Regions from separate parts of the Oryctolagus cuniculus genome. Here region 2 is linked to region 1. A link is a contact called in public Micro-C data. All regions are on one chromosome and are shown on one strand. The core of a region is the stretch at or near the end of the contact, and the rest is flanking DNA. Distances in the headings are between cores, read along the strand shown.

Region 1 (7,502 bases), core at 3,365-5,864:
GGTTGGGCAGGGCCGGCCGTGCCCTGCACCAGAACATGTGTAGGCGGCAAAAGCCGATCACCTGAGCAGAATGCCAAATGCTGTTTCCTGTAGGACTCTCTCCCAAGTGCTAACCAACTCAGGTCAAATAGCTGTTAATGAATTAGCTGCTTGGGTAGAACAGAAAATGTTTACCATTTGAAAAATGTAAATGTCCCCAAATCACAATGGTAATATACACAGAAACCCTGGAAGGGGCGGTGGCAACCGGGGTGGGGGGGCAGCAGTCATGGCTCACGTGACTGGGCTCCTACCACCCACCTGTGAGACCTGGGTTGGCCCCTGGCCACTGCAGGCATTTGAGGAGTGCAGCAGGGAGAGGGAGCGTGCACCCACATTCTGCTCTCTCTCTAAAGTTATCTGCCTTTAAAACAATGTGCAGCAGGGAGTACAATGCAGTGTTCTTTCCTTTCTGTCTGTCAAGCACAGCAACTTCACTTCTAAGGTTTTTTTCTTTGACAAGAAACATCACTCAAAACGATGATTATGCTGGTCTAATAGCTCGGTTTCCGTATGCAATCTGTGTGGTAAAAAATAAACACATGAAGTGAATGCGCAGGAGATGTTTAAAGTGAACTTTGGGTGTAATTTGACATGGTGCAGTGATGTGAGTGCTAAACGTAAATTCAAGTACCCTTGACTTCTTAAAGTCTGTAGAAGAGACTACACACACGCAGACACACATGCACACACACACGCGCGCAAACACACACGCACACACGTGCACACATGCGCACGGACACATGCACAGATACATGCACACACGCACACATGCACACACACACGCACACACAGACACACAGACACGCACACACATGCACACACATACACACCTGAGTCTGCAGGCAAATGCCTGCTTTTCCATACTGAAAAAACCGCTGGATGAGGAAACACATCTTTCTGGACATAAACACATCTTTCCTGGCAAAGCAGAAAAGGAAAGCACAGCACACACGCTGCGAGTTTGCAGCTCTGCTAGCTGTTTTCCACTTTCATTGCCTACCTGTATCCTGGCCTGGATCCTGATTTCTGCTAGTTTTCTCCAACCTGGCTGCGACTCTTTGCCCAAGGACAGGACTCATTCCAACAGCCCTGTGAGCTGAAGCTGGACAACCCCAGGCAAGCCTTGTCCACACGGTAAGCTGGCCAAACCGCACCACACAATCGCAGGGACATTCGATCTGCCAAGCACCGTGTAGGGTTCGACCTTCCCCTGCAGCGCACAGCTTCTTGTTGTCCCAACAAGACTCCGAATCACCAGGCTCTTAATCCACTAACCGCTCCTTGTTTACCAATCCTTTCTCATGGGACAGGACATTACGATTTCACAGGTTGATAGACACTGACCATGAATTGACTGTGACTTGTCAGGACCGGATCCGGGACACCTTTGGGCAGCATCCTCCATGCAACTTTGTGCAGATGACCCTAGTGGAGCTTTCTTGCCACACTCATGATTCAGCCCAGCCCTGGGATATTAAATAGTAAAGCTGCTCTCGATTACTCACTGGCTGAATAAGGAAACGTGCAGGTGCTAATTCTGCATGCTGGACCCTGATAAACCCATCTGGGGACAGGAGACTCCACTGCACAACACGAGGCCGGACTCAGTGGTCCCCACAGGCTCTTCACTTCTCCAGCCGGTTATCGCGATGCCCAGAGCTACGACACAAGCTGCATTTGTTTTGCTTGTGTTGGTTTTGTTTCACACTACGTCCTTCCTGAACGTCTGCACCCCTTGCCTGTCAAGTTTCTGCAGAAGTAACACAGGCCCAGCACCTTCAGATGATGGCCAAGGCTTATGAAACAGAGAACTGAATGATGGACTCCGGGAGACAGGCAGTCCCGGCCCAGCTCTCCCTGTGGCTACAGCCTGGCACTGACTCCTCACTGTCAATCACCTCCCCCGTGCCCCACAGGGTCAGACCAGTCCAGCAACCCGCACAGCTCCATCCTGGCACTGGGAGACCACCAGCGATGCTGTCAAAGATCTTGATCAAAATGTGCAAGCTGGCAGAATCAAGACAGAATCACTTTCGGCAAATCCTATCCACCCTCTAAACAAACAAGTAAATGAGAGGCTGTGCAGGCGGGGATCTCACATGTGTGGTTGGTAACAAAGAACCATTTTTGAAAGACTGGTGGTACCTCAACCTTGCACCACAGCCACCGTGACCTCACCCAAAAAATACTTCTGCAAGGACACCCGCCTGGCAACCAAGTGTTGGGCCGATGCCACCCTTGTGATGGCGCCCTTACAATCAAAGATTATAGTTACAAAATGTCTTATGTAATCTCCTCTTGCCCTTTGAAAACCTCGCCTTGCCAACCCCCTTGAGCATGAACCTGGTTTTACGACGGTGGGGCTTCCCACTGCAATCCTCTGCTGTTGCCAAATAATCCCAGGAGAATCTCTGTGATTTAGCTTGCCTTGTCCAGCAGCCTGACTCCAAAGCTTGCTTCTAGCCATCAGAGAAGCGCACACAGGGTCTGGGGAACTCTAGACAGGAGACTACAACTGACACTCAAGTTACAGTCATGCCCGACCCCCTTACAAAAACACAAGTGGCCTGACAGTCAAGACTGGGTACACAGTACTCCCCAAGTCTTTGTTGAAAGTTGCCTCCACCCCTGCTTTAAGTATCTTCGTCCAAACAGCCTGGGGATGGGGCAGGTGCGGTGGCACAGCTGCCTGCGACACCAGCATCGCATGTGGGCCCTGGTTTGAGTCCTGGATGCCCCACTTGTGATCCAGTGCCCTGCTAGCGCACCTGGGAAAGCAACGGATGACGGCCCAAGGACATGGGCCTCTGCCGCCCACGTGGGAGATCTGGTGAAACCGCTGGCTTCACTTGGCACAGCCGTTGTGGCCGACTGGGGGAGTGCACCAGTGGATGGAAGATCTCTCTCCTTCTCTCTGCAACTCTGCCTTTCAAGTAAGCAAATCTTTGAGAGATAGAGAGGAAACCAGAGGGAGGACTCGATCCTCATTGGGTCTGGCTTCACATACTGGTACCCAGGTTCCAGTACTGGGCCCCCTCCAGGCGCCAACACGGGTTCAGGGCGCTAAGAGCCTGTGTTTCCTCACTGGAATGTGAGGCACCAAGCGAAGGCAGCGGCCTCTGAACTGTACACGCACAGAATTCTTCGGCTCTCTGGGTCACCAGGGTTCATGGCCAGTGAGCTCAGCTTCCTCTGATGCACACACATTAGCTGAGCGGCTTTTCTGTGTATCAAGTGAACCATCTCAACGCTGACTTTAAATTTTGCGTCAACCATTCATTCGCCTTGGCTGTGCAAAAGCCAACAGGACTGAAGATTTCCGGGGCGGATGCTTAAAAGAAATCTTCGCAGAAAGTCAGCGATGCAGAAGTCACTTTCAGGCCTCTGTGTTCAGGGTCCTCGCCTGGGAGGCCGCCCCCCACCCCCAGGGCCTTGGGGGCTCCTGGGAGCAACCGAGCGATGCCTAGGGGCTCAGGTCCCCATGTGCAGCCAGGCCCTGCCCTGCCCCCTGCCCAGGGAACCCAAGGAGGACACAGCAGAAAAGCCAAGCCCCCGGGGGAAGGGGGGGGCTCCCCTTCTGCTAAGTTACTTCAACAAGTTACGGTGTCTGGTTATCACAAGAAGCAAAAGGAAACCACCGACCTAAAGTACCAGCAACTCCCTACACACAGCAGCCGAGATGAAGAGCTAAAACTGGAGCAGAAAAGTTTGGAAGCTCCTGGCTCCTGGCTCCGGCTCGGCACAGCCCTTGTGGCCATTCGGGAGTGAGCCGGTGGATGGAAGATCTCTCTTTCTTTCTCTGTCTCTCTCTCTCTCTCCATCTCTGTAACTCTGCCTTTCAAGTAAACAAACACGGCTGGGCTCACTGGAGGCCACGGTCAGGAGATGCAGTCCTGATACCGAGGAACAAACCCCAGGCTCCCTGTGCCAGGAACAAGGTCTCGAGCCCAGGTCCACCACCCGCAGGACCCCTCCGGGCTGCCCCGTCCAGATTGACCCTACTCGCTTCCGTTAACTCAGCGAGGGGAGCCGGGGCGCGGGGCTGGGCGACTCCTACTGGTGTCTACACAAACCCGCTAGGGGCCCCCGGGCCCGGCCCTACCGTTGCATGTAGTGGACCAGGAACATGGCCAGCAGGATGCGGCTGGGCCAGTGGTGCAGGCGCTCCGCGGCCGCGCGGCCGCACTCGTACAGCGGCCAGGCCAGCGAGGGCAGCTCCTGCACGACCCAGGCGACCCGCGCCGACACCCGCAGGCCGGGCCACTGCGGCGCATAGCGACCGTAGGGCGAGCCCAACAGCTTGAGCAGCACGAAGCACAGCGGGCCCAGGAAGCACTCCAGGTAGGCGAGCGCGTCCAGCACGCGCGGCTCCGCCTGCTCCATGGCCGGGGGACGGCGAGGCGCTCCATGCCCGGCCGGCCGCGGAAGGTCACATATAGGGAGGCGGCCAAGGGGCGGGAAACCCGATTGCCCCGGGAACGCGCGGCCGCCTACAACCCCGCGGCCAGAGCCATGCGGGTCACCTGCGCGGGGTGGGGCCGCCGGCTAGCCCCGCCCACCTGGCCGAGGCCCCGCCCCCGCCCGGGCGGCCGCTCTGCGCACGCGCCGGGGTCGGGCGGTCCGCGGAGCTGCCTGAGCCCGCGTGCCCGACCCCGACCCAGCGGCCGGGGACGCCCTCGGAGCTGCTCTCCCCGGGGCGGCCCGCGGCTGTATGCCGCCCGTGGTTTTCCCAGAGGACGGACGTGGCGCTTCGGCTTCGTTCTCGACAGCCCCTGCGGCTCCCGGAAGGGGCCAGGCCCCCAGGCGCGGGGGCCTCGGCGGCGGCCGGAATTCGCGGTGGCAGCGGTGGCGGGCCGCTTTCTGCGCGCGGCGTGCGCGGCCGCGTGGGCCATGGGGCGGCGGGCGCGGGGCCGGCGGCTCGCGCAGCCGTCGCGGGCCGAGGCCGGGGCGGACGGCGCCGAGGGCGGCGGGCCGCGCGGCGATGCGGTAGGCGCCGGGCTGGCGGGCGGGCGGGCGCGGGGCCTGCGGGGCCGGCCTGGGAGCCGGGGGTCTGACGCCCCTGCCCCTCCTCAGGGCTGGGAAGGCGGCTACCCCGAGATCGTCAAGGAGAACAAGCTGTTCGAGCACTACTACCAGGAGCTCCGCATCGTGCCCGAGGGCGAGTGGGAGCAGTTCATGGGCGCGCTCAGGCAGCCGCTGCCCGCCACGCTGAGGATCACCGGCTACAAGAGGTGCGGGGGTCCGCCCCGGGGAGTGGGGTCCGCCCCGGGGAGTGGGGTCCGCGGTGGCTCCTGGGCGGCCGGGGGCCGGGGGCCGGGGGCCGGGGGCCGGGCGGCCCGAGCCGCGGGGTAACGTGTCGCGTCTCCGCTCCTCCGCCCCGCGCGTTTGCAGGGGGAGTCGCGAGCGCGGGTGGTGTTGGGCGGGAGGGAAGGCGGTGTGGCCCGCAGCGTGTCACCGTCCAGCGACCCAGCCGGGGCGGGGGCCAGGGGGTCCCTGCAGGCTTGCAGCGTAGCGAGAAGGCGACGACCCAGGCTGGCTCCTCGGCGGGCAGAGCCGGGTTTCGGGTTGGAGGACTCGGGTCGAGAGACGGCGCCGCGCGCGTGTTGACTTGCTCGTTTCGCCAGCCACGCGAAAGAGATCCTGCATTGCCTGAAGAACAAGTATTTCAAGGAGCTGGAGGCGCTGGAGGTGGACGGCCAGAAGGTGGAAGTTCCGCAGCCCCTGAGCTGGTAGGCGGGGGCTGGGTGTGGGGGCTCTGGTCGTGGTGTGGCCGGCAGGGGCAGGATGGGCGCTTCAGATACTCTGTTTCTCTGTTTTAACCCAGGGCTTGTCCTGACGCGTGGTTTGTAGCTCCCTGTACCCGAGTCACCGAGTTTAGTTAATTTTTTCCGTCCATCTAGTCTCTTGTCTAAGTTACAGTTTCATCTATCTGCAGGCCTTGTTTTCTCACATCAGAACTGTGTGTAGGGGGAGAGTCCGTTCTGTCTGGTGGTCAGCGTGCTAGCAATGACACCACGTCCAGCTGGCTCCAGCTACCTGCTAACGCACACCCCGGGCGGCCGGGTGACCGCTCAGGGGCTGGGTTCCTGCCACCTATGCGGGAGACCTGGTCTGAGTTTCCAAGCCCACAGCCATGGCCCTGGCCCTGCCCAGCCACGGTCCTTGAGGGCATTTGGGGAAGCTCTTTCTCTCTCCATGTCCATCTCTCAAAACCAGAAACCTGTCCCCCAGAAAAGGACAGCCCTGCGCTGGCAGTGTCACCGCAGCCGCCTACTGTGTGTCCAGCACAGACTGCACGGCCGCCAGTCTCCCTGCTGTCTGCAGTAGCCAAGCTTGGCGCTCCCGGTGCTGTCGCGGCCCGTGGCTCACGTGGCCAGGCGAGACAGGCCCCGCAGGTTGTGAACTTGAAGAAGGAGTGAGTCGGTCACTTCCCGCCCACGGCAGTGACCCTTCCTCTGTGTCCAGCTCACTCTGGTGGGACGGGCTCAAGTGCACGCTGGAGGCGCCAGCTCGCTGGTGTAGGTCCTTCATTGAGCAGGAACTCTTGTTGCGTGGTTCCCAGAAGAGAAAGGCAGTTGTAAATAGTTGCTGTCAAAGCATGCATTGAGTAAGTTGTGGGGCCCTTTCAAGGTTTCAGATAGTCACGTGCCTGGTGTTACCTTTTTCACACACCTTCATGGGTGGTAAACCACTGGGTAGATTCTCCGGCTTTTCTGTTGCTGGCCATGCGATTTTTCAGTGCCTTTGAGTGCATGGCTAAACACTAAAATCAACCTTCAGTCCAGGCCAAAAGCACATGTCGTAGATGCATTTGTGGGATATAAGAAGAAATCTTCAGTTTTATGGGATAAAAAAGTTAAGTGGTGGTGCTTTAATTACACTTTGCAGTCAGATTTTAAACGCTTGAAGGACACAGCACAGGGAGATGACTCGGGGCTGGGCTGCTGTGGGGTGACCCATAGCAGTTTCACGGTGGGGAGGCCAGTGGGGAAGGGAAGCATTTTTTAGCTGCTGTGGTCATTTCAGTTTTTTAAAAAGAATTATCTAAGAGGCAGGGAACAAGAGCTCCATATCCTGGTTCACTCCCCAAGTGCCTGTGATGGCCGGGGCTGGCCGGGGCTGGCCTGGGCTGGCCTGGGCTGCATGGAGTTGAAACCAGGACCCAGGGACACAGTCCAGGCCTGCCACATAGGTGTCGTAAATTCAGTCATTGAGCCATCGCTGCTGCCTCCCAGGGTCTGCACCAGCAGGGAGCTGCAGTCAGAGCCAGAGCTGGGACTAGGGCCCTGCTACTCTGGAGCTGGGCATGGTCACTGCTAGGGCAGCCGCCCTGCCTGTGGATGGCCTTCCTGAGATGCAGTGGGCTTTGTGGGACTGAGTTTTTGTCCTCCGTGGTAGCCAGGTGGTAGGTGTACCTGCTCTCCAGTGCCTCAGAGATCTGATTGACAGCACTGACGCTG
Region 2 (6,986 bases), core at 4,108-6,607, 830 kb after region 1:
AAGCAATTGACAAAGGTTATTTCTTAAAAGGGGTAGAGAGGGCCTGCTGGTTTAACAAATCTTGTAAACCTATCTCTCTAAACTATGTTCATGCAACTCTGATAATAAAAACGTAAACTCACAACACACAGCACGGGGGTGCAGGGGTGCCTAGCTACCCAGCATTCCAGTCCCTGCCTAACACGATTTCACCAGGCTCGGCTGTATGACAGCACATGTCTGGTCAGATACTGCAATATCCTAACACAATGTAATCTCTTCTCCATCAATCAAGTCCACACGACACTTATGTTGGCTGAAAACTATGGTTTCCACATAATGAACCTTACAACTGTGAAAGTGTATCAGGGTGTGCTCTGGTGGGGGGTACCTGGGGTACCTTTGTGATCCATATCATTCCCGTGTGCGGATGTGACCACTGTCCAGGTTCTCTGGAAGGAGGGAAGCGTCCAGGGGTTCTTCCCCTCTAGGAAAATGCTCAGGTGTGCTTTCTTCAGTTACTGCTTTGCTCCCAGCATTCCTGCTCTCATCTGGAATCTAGAGTATCTCTTATTCAGAGTTTAGGACCAGATGTGTTTGAGAGTTCACAGGGTTATTTTTTTTTCTTTTTTAGATTTTGTCATATTTACATAGACTTTGCCAGTTGAGTATCCTAATCGAAAAACTGTGAAATCTGAAGCTTGAAATTTCACTTTCAAAACGTTTAGGATTTCAGAGCATTTCAGATTTTAAATCAGGGAAGCTCAACCTACATTATATTGTCTATTGGAAAGCTCAGTCTATTCTCAATTGTCTCATTGTTTTTCTTTGCCTTCTGGGTGATTTCTTCACGCTAATACAGTACACGTTCAAAATACAATTCCCATAGGTGCCCATTCTCTTACTTGAGACCTTCTGGTCTCAACTGTTTTGCTGGATGCAACTGTGAATACAGAAGGTCACATTCCCCTCCTTCTTACGGGACGTGGACTCAACACAGGGGCAGAACACACTGGGCAAGGAGGGGTAGCAAGACAGCCTCGGCCGGGAGACCCAGGTGCTGAGAGCAGAGAGCCAGAAGACACTGAGAGTGTGGCTGGGAAGACAAACAAGTAAATTCAGTTACCCCTCTGTAACCATGGGATTCCTATCTGCAGATTCAATCAGCTGCAGAGAAAATATGTGAAGAAAAGGAAAACTGGTGAGCATGTACAGACTTGCTCTGTCACTTCCTGAACAATGTAAGGACCAGCACCATTTCCACGTGTTAGGTATCACAGGTGATCTAAGACGACTGGCAGGAGTGCAGCTTACATGCACGTACTGCAATACCCCACTTCATAGTAGGTATTCTGGAGCCTGAGGGGTGACCCAGAACCAAACCCCTGTGGGCACTGAGCTGGCAACTGAACACTTGCGCAGAGCCGAGCGGGAGCTTCCTCACCTCACCCCTGACGTGCTGGGCTGAGAGACAGGCCGTTCCCAGCACTCCCGTCTCCCGTCTCCCTGGGCCGGCCACAGCATCGCCCGGCCCCAACGTGTGTGCAGCAACCCCTTAACACAGCAGACGTGAAGGCACACTCCTTAGAAAGGCTGCTTACAAGGTGAGCCCTGGGCTGGCATCTGGGAATGGATCCTGAAGGGCCCCTTCCCACCCCTTCCCAGCTAAGAGTGGTCACCGTGTCTGGCCACGCAATGCGGCTTATGCGAAACACCTGCTGGCCTCCCATTCTGGGATGTGGGTCTGCACTAGATAGAGGACGTCTGCATGGCTGGCCCCTGATGGAAACCCTGCACACTGAGTCTCTAAGGAGCTGCCCTGGCCAACAAAGGACACACTCAGGGTCACAATATGCTGCCCAAGGAATTCCGTTTTGTGCGACTCCTCTGGGAGAGATTCCCAGCAGCTTCTGCCCTGTTTCCCCTGGACTCTGCCCCACGTGCCTGTTCCCTTTGCTTTCTCACTGTCTCCTCTCCCTGGAACAGTCACCTCCCTGTGAGTACACCCACATACGAGTCTTAAGAGGACTGCTGGCAAATCATTGAGCACAGCAGCGGTTTGATGGCTTCCAACAGTTTGACAGTCCAAAACGTTTCCAGGTCCTTGGAAAATGCAAGGCTCTCCTATTAAGACTGATGAAAGAGGACCAAGAAACAGGACAAAGAAACATAACATATTCCCACAGGACCTTCAGCTAGAAAGGAAAAAAATAGTCTAGGGCCAGCAAACAGAAAGTGAACAGGTCTATGGGTTGGACAGAATTGCTGCCCCCATGTGAGTACTGGGATGTGCGGGCTGCAGGCTGACAATGTTTGGAGGAAACATACACTGGAGGTATGTAAAGCCGCAGGGCAGGGACGTGCACACCAGTCGTGAAAACATTCCGTAACACGGCAGGGACGTGCACACCAGTCGTGAAAACATTCCGTAACACGGCAGGGACGTGCACACCAGTCGTGAAAACATTCCGTAACACGGCAGGGACATGCACACCAGTCGTGAAAACATTCCATAACATGGCAATGGTTGGTGAATCTGAAAACACCAGAGGGAGTTTTGGTATTACTCTGGAAACTTCCCTGTATGTTCAAATTTACTTATTTTGAAATTATTTTTAAAAATCACACTAATCAGGGCTGGCATTGTGGCGAGGCAGGTAAAGCCGAGACCTGCGAGGCCAGCATCCCATATGGGCACCAATTCATGTCCCAGCTGCTCCACTTCAATCCAGCTCCTTGCTAATGGCCTGGGAAAAGCAGCAAAAAGATGACCCAAATGCTTGGGCCCCTGCCACTCACGTGGGCGATCCAGATGAAGCTCCCTGGCCCAGCACTGGCCGTTGAGGCCATCGGGAGTAAACCAGTGGGTAGAAGAACTCTCCTTCTAACTCTTACTTTCAAAATAAACAAACTGGGGCTAGCGTTGTGGCACAGTGGGCTAAGCCTCTGACTGCAGCACAGACATCCCATGTAGGCACCAGTTTGTGTCCTGGCTGCTCTTCTTCTGATCCAACTGTTTATGGCCTGCGAAAGCAGTGGAAAATGGCCCAAGTACTTGGGCCCCTGCACCTATGTGAGAGGCCCAGAAGAAGCTCCTGGCTGCTGGCCTCCAATCAGCCAGGCCCAGCCCATGCAGGGAGTGAACCAGCAGATGGAAGACCTTTCTCTGTTTATCCCTCTGTCTCTCAAACAAATAAACAAACTCATTTAAAAAAAAAAAAAAAAAAAAAAAAAAAAACCTTGCTCACGTTTTGCTCTGGCGGAGGGAGGCTGTACTAAATGTTCACCTAACCTCCCCTCTGATGGACAACATGTTCTGACTTACAAACCCAAGCCTATGCTGATCTTTATCAGAGAGGAGTGTGTCTCCTCAGCTGTCAGGACCCCCACACCCCGTTTGCTTTCCTCTGACACGGCGTGGACAGGACAAGGCAGCAAGGGCAGAATGCCCACCCCTTCCCCACGACGCCCCAGGCACACGCACCCAAGCCCAGCGCGCCCAGTGGCCTCTGGGCCCTGAGAGCCTGGCAAACCCGCGGCAGCCTCACTTCACGCCTCACTTCACGCCTCACTGATCGCACACTTTCTCCCCTCCACGCCTCTCCGAGCTGGCCGGCTGCCCCTCCTAACTGCAGCTTCCTTCGGAGCGCACTGTGCGCTCCATCCTTCACACACTGGACTGCTCTTCTGCCCGAGTGGACCCGCACTGCTGGCGCCCTGCAGCTCTGCTCCTGCACGCAGGCCTTCCGGTTCTGTCTGTAGGGACGCCTCAGAAGTTCATGGAAATTGTAAACCAAAGGTAAGTGTCTCTGGACACAAAAAAGTATTTGGAATCCACGCACAGTTCCTCGGATATGCATTCCCCATGAACTTCTGGAACACTGCGTGAGTTCCAAACTGCATGCCATCCGCCAGCCTACCAGTGCTCAAGAAGCGTGCGCCTAGGTGACGGCATACCCTCGGTGGGCATCCCTAATTAACACTACCCGTCGGGGCACCTGGAAGAACGCCTTCCGTTCCAGGCAACGAAGTCCAAACCTCCGGCGGGGTCCAGCACAAGCCCCAGTAAGCAAGAGAGCTCAGATGTATCCCCAGGACGGCCAGACCCCGAAGGGCCCTGAGCGCCGGGTGGGCTGCGCAGAGCAAGCATGCCTCAAGCCCGCAGCCGACTCCTCCCCGCGCGGGGCTCACGCCCACCTCACGGCCTGCTCGTCACACGCCCGGCGCTTCTCGCAGAGGGCTTCCACCTGCGGGCTCCCCGCACCGTCCATCCACCCCTTCTCAGCAGTCAAACCCACGGACCTCGCCGGAAACCAGCCCACCGCGCCAACCCCCGCTTTCGGTCCCTCGCAGCTCGAAGAGCCTCCCGGGCCGTCCCCGCAGGCAGACACCCTGCTCAGAGAGGCCAGCCTCGCCGCAATGCCGGGTCGCGGCGCTGCCCGCGGTGCCCAGCACACGAGGCCCAGCGGCGATGGCCACGGGAGGCAGCCTCCACCGTGGCCAGCTCGGTTCCACCACCGAAGCCGACGACGCAGACTCCCGGCATCACCCGGCTGCAAGGATCTGCGCGAACGGGCCCCTGGGGCTACTTCCACTGCCCCCAGGCCCCAGCAGAGCCCACCCCGCGGTTAGACACGTGACTGACTGCTCCACCAGCTTAACCTACGGAGCTAACTCAGCAGCGAGCGGGAGCGCCTCTCCAAGCCCTGGAAGCCCGAGGACCCCGACCAGACGCCTGACAGGCGATGACAGGCAAGCAAAGGCCTTGCCCTCGGGGAGGTCGACCTCCTTAGCATCCCACCTGTCACCCGGCAGCCGAAGAGGCAGCCCGGCCGGCACCCAGGCTGCGCAGGGGAGGAGTCCTCCAAGAACCCGCTCACTCTGCACAACTCCGTGCAGCGACTTCTGCGTCCCCAGCTTACACACGGCAAAGGAAGCCGCAGCGACAAGGACATCGGGGGGCTGCAACCCCCAGGAAGAGGCGGCGGCGCCGGCGGGCCCCGCGCTCCCGCCGGCGAGGCCGCGCCGCCCCCCGCGCCCGGGCCCCGGGGAGGTGCCTCACCTGCTGCAGAGACGCGCAGCCCTGACACCGCGAGAGGTCAGCGGCCGTCCCGGGGGCTGCCGAGTGCGTCTCGCCCGGCATCATGGTGCCGCCACCGGGCCCGGTGGGCACGCGCGTCTCAGGGACCCACGGCTTCGGCCCTGTCTTGCCTCCGCTGATGCCGCCGGGGCCGCCGCCTGCCAGGCCGCTTCCCGCCGGGTCCGGGCGGGTCCATCCGTGCACAGAGGTCCCCGTGGAGCTTGCGAAGGGCTCTCCGAAACGGAGCCGCCTCAGGCGCTGGCGAGAAACGCTACCCGGCGCGGCCCCCGAGCGCGACGCAGTCCAGCCAGGACCCCGCCCCGCCCTGGCTGGCCCCGCCCCCCGCCGCCGCGCAGGGCTGCCCGGGGCACTGCCTGAACGCAACGGGGAGACGCGGCGCGGAACACGTGCCCAAAGGACAAGCCAACGCCCGCAGAGGCGTCACGTGTGCAGTTCTTCCTTCGACGGGGTCATTTATTGCCAGCCTACCGTACAACAGGCTGTACGTAGACACCTAAAGGCACCCGCGGTGGGCGAGGTGCCCGCCGATGACGTATTATTCAGGCGCCCGCCAGAGTGGGAGGACCCCCGCGTCCCGGTAAGCAAAATGCTGGATTTTTATAGCCCCGTGGGAGCCCTGCTGTACCCCGGGCCCCTCCCGTGTCCGGGAGCGGGGGGAGGAAGGATACAGTTCCCGGCGCGCCGCGCGGCGGGCGGAGACCGAACGGTGCCTCTGGCCACGTCCGGTGCGATTCGGTGCCGGCTGCTCGGGCTCCGCCGCTAATGTCCGCTTCCCGTCAGTCTCGCTACTCTGGCGAGTTTCTGTGCCCATTGCCGCGGCGGCCTCCAGGTCCCGACTGTGGGCGCCGCCACCCAGCGAGGGCCGAGCGCAGCGCCCGGCAGAACCTAGTCAGGCCCGTTGGCCACTGGCCAGCCTGATAACCGTGTCCTGGGAGAGGGGCAGAGGGAGAGGCCTCGCGTCGGCTCGGGGCCTGGTGCTGCGGCGAGGACCGAGGTTTCCCGCACGTCGGGAGGCACGGCTCGTCGCTGGCAGCGGCTTGCTCGGAGGCCCCGGAGTCCGGCCTCGCCCTCGGCGGAGCATCGCAGGTGCCGGGACCCTGCAGCCGGAAACACCGCTTTCGGAGCAGCCTGCGTTTTCTTGAGATTTCCTGCCTCTTTCCTTGCTTACACCCTGGGTACCACGCACTGCCCGGTGGAGGGGGCAGCTCCGTCGGTGGTGGCCCGGTTGGCGGGTTTCGGCGGCGGAGCAAAGGCAGCCCCAGAGCGCGCGGGAGAGGAGGGTCCAGGGAGCAGGGGGGTGCGCAGAGGCGCAGGCCCGGTGACCCACCCGGCGGAGGGGCAGCCGCGTGGCTCCCGGTGGCCTCGCAGCTCCGACTTCTGGCCCCGGCGAGCTCGTCTTCACGGTGACTTCTCTTTGACGGAAGGCTTCCCAGGTGAGCGCTTTTGCCAGGGAACCGGGAGGAGGCGGCGGCAGCGCTGCACGAAGCGCCAGGGAGCTGGGCTGCGTGCTGCTGCCTCTGCCCCGTGCCCCTCCCTTCCGGCCCTCGGGGCCGTGGTGGTACCTCGTCAAACACAGCTGCACTTGGACTGCAGTGAGTCTCCTTTGTAATGCCACAACGCGCTGCACACAGTAGGTCTAAATGGATTCGCTGCGACTCGTTGGAGATACAGGGAGTGGGGCATCTCCCAGAATGAACGTGCAGTCGTTTCTGCCTTTCTCGGGGCCACGTCTCAACCCCCTGGGAGAGAAACCAGAGCCTGGTGCGCCAGGGCCGGGGCCAGCAAGCTTCCTGTAAAGGCGCCCAAGAAATGGTTCAGACATCGCGGGGCGGAGGCCCTGCCGCCTGCTCCTCCCCGTCAGGGCACACACGACTGCGCCACCTGCTTGTCTTGGTCGTTTCTGCTC

Evidence for each region. Hi-C and Micro-C count contacts between places; a contact is called where the count stands out from the background.
Region 2: a Micro-C map of ear pinna shows a contact between it and region 1, with 5 times the contacts expected there. The contact joins the promoter of ICE1 here to the promoter of SRD5A1 in region 1. A contact is called at or near these places in 2 of 6 Hi-C or Micro-C datasets (ear pinna and an unstated tissue).

What each region holds. Positions count from the first base shown.
Region 1 is chr14:93,643,397-93,650,898 of mOryCun1.1, forward strand. SRD5A1 (steroid 5 alpha-reductase 1) reads right to left here and starts at 4,615. Exons shown (of 5, transcript XM_070056856.1): 1 at 4,145-4,615. The coding sequence starts at 4,425. It overlaps NSUN2 (NOP2/Sun RNA methyltransferase 2), which reads left to right and starts at 4,866. Exons shown (of 19, transcript XM_070056855.1): 1 at 4,866-5,028; 2 at 5,116-5,273; 3 at 5,667-5,771. The coding sequence starts at 4,933.
Region 2 is chr14:94,470,356-94,477,341 of mOryCun1.1, forward strand. It overlaps ICE1 (interactor of little elongation complex ELL subunit 1), which reads right to left and starts at 5,358. Exons shown (of 19, transcript XM_008251200.3): 1 at 5,042-5,358. The coding sequence starts at 5,125. LOC138845212 reads left to right here and starts at 5,124. Exons shown (of 3, transcript XM_070056859.1): 1 at 5,124-5,657. The coding sequence starts at 5,124.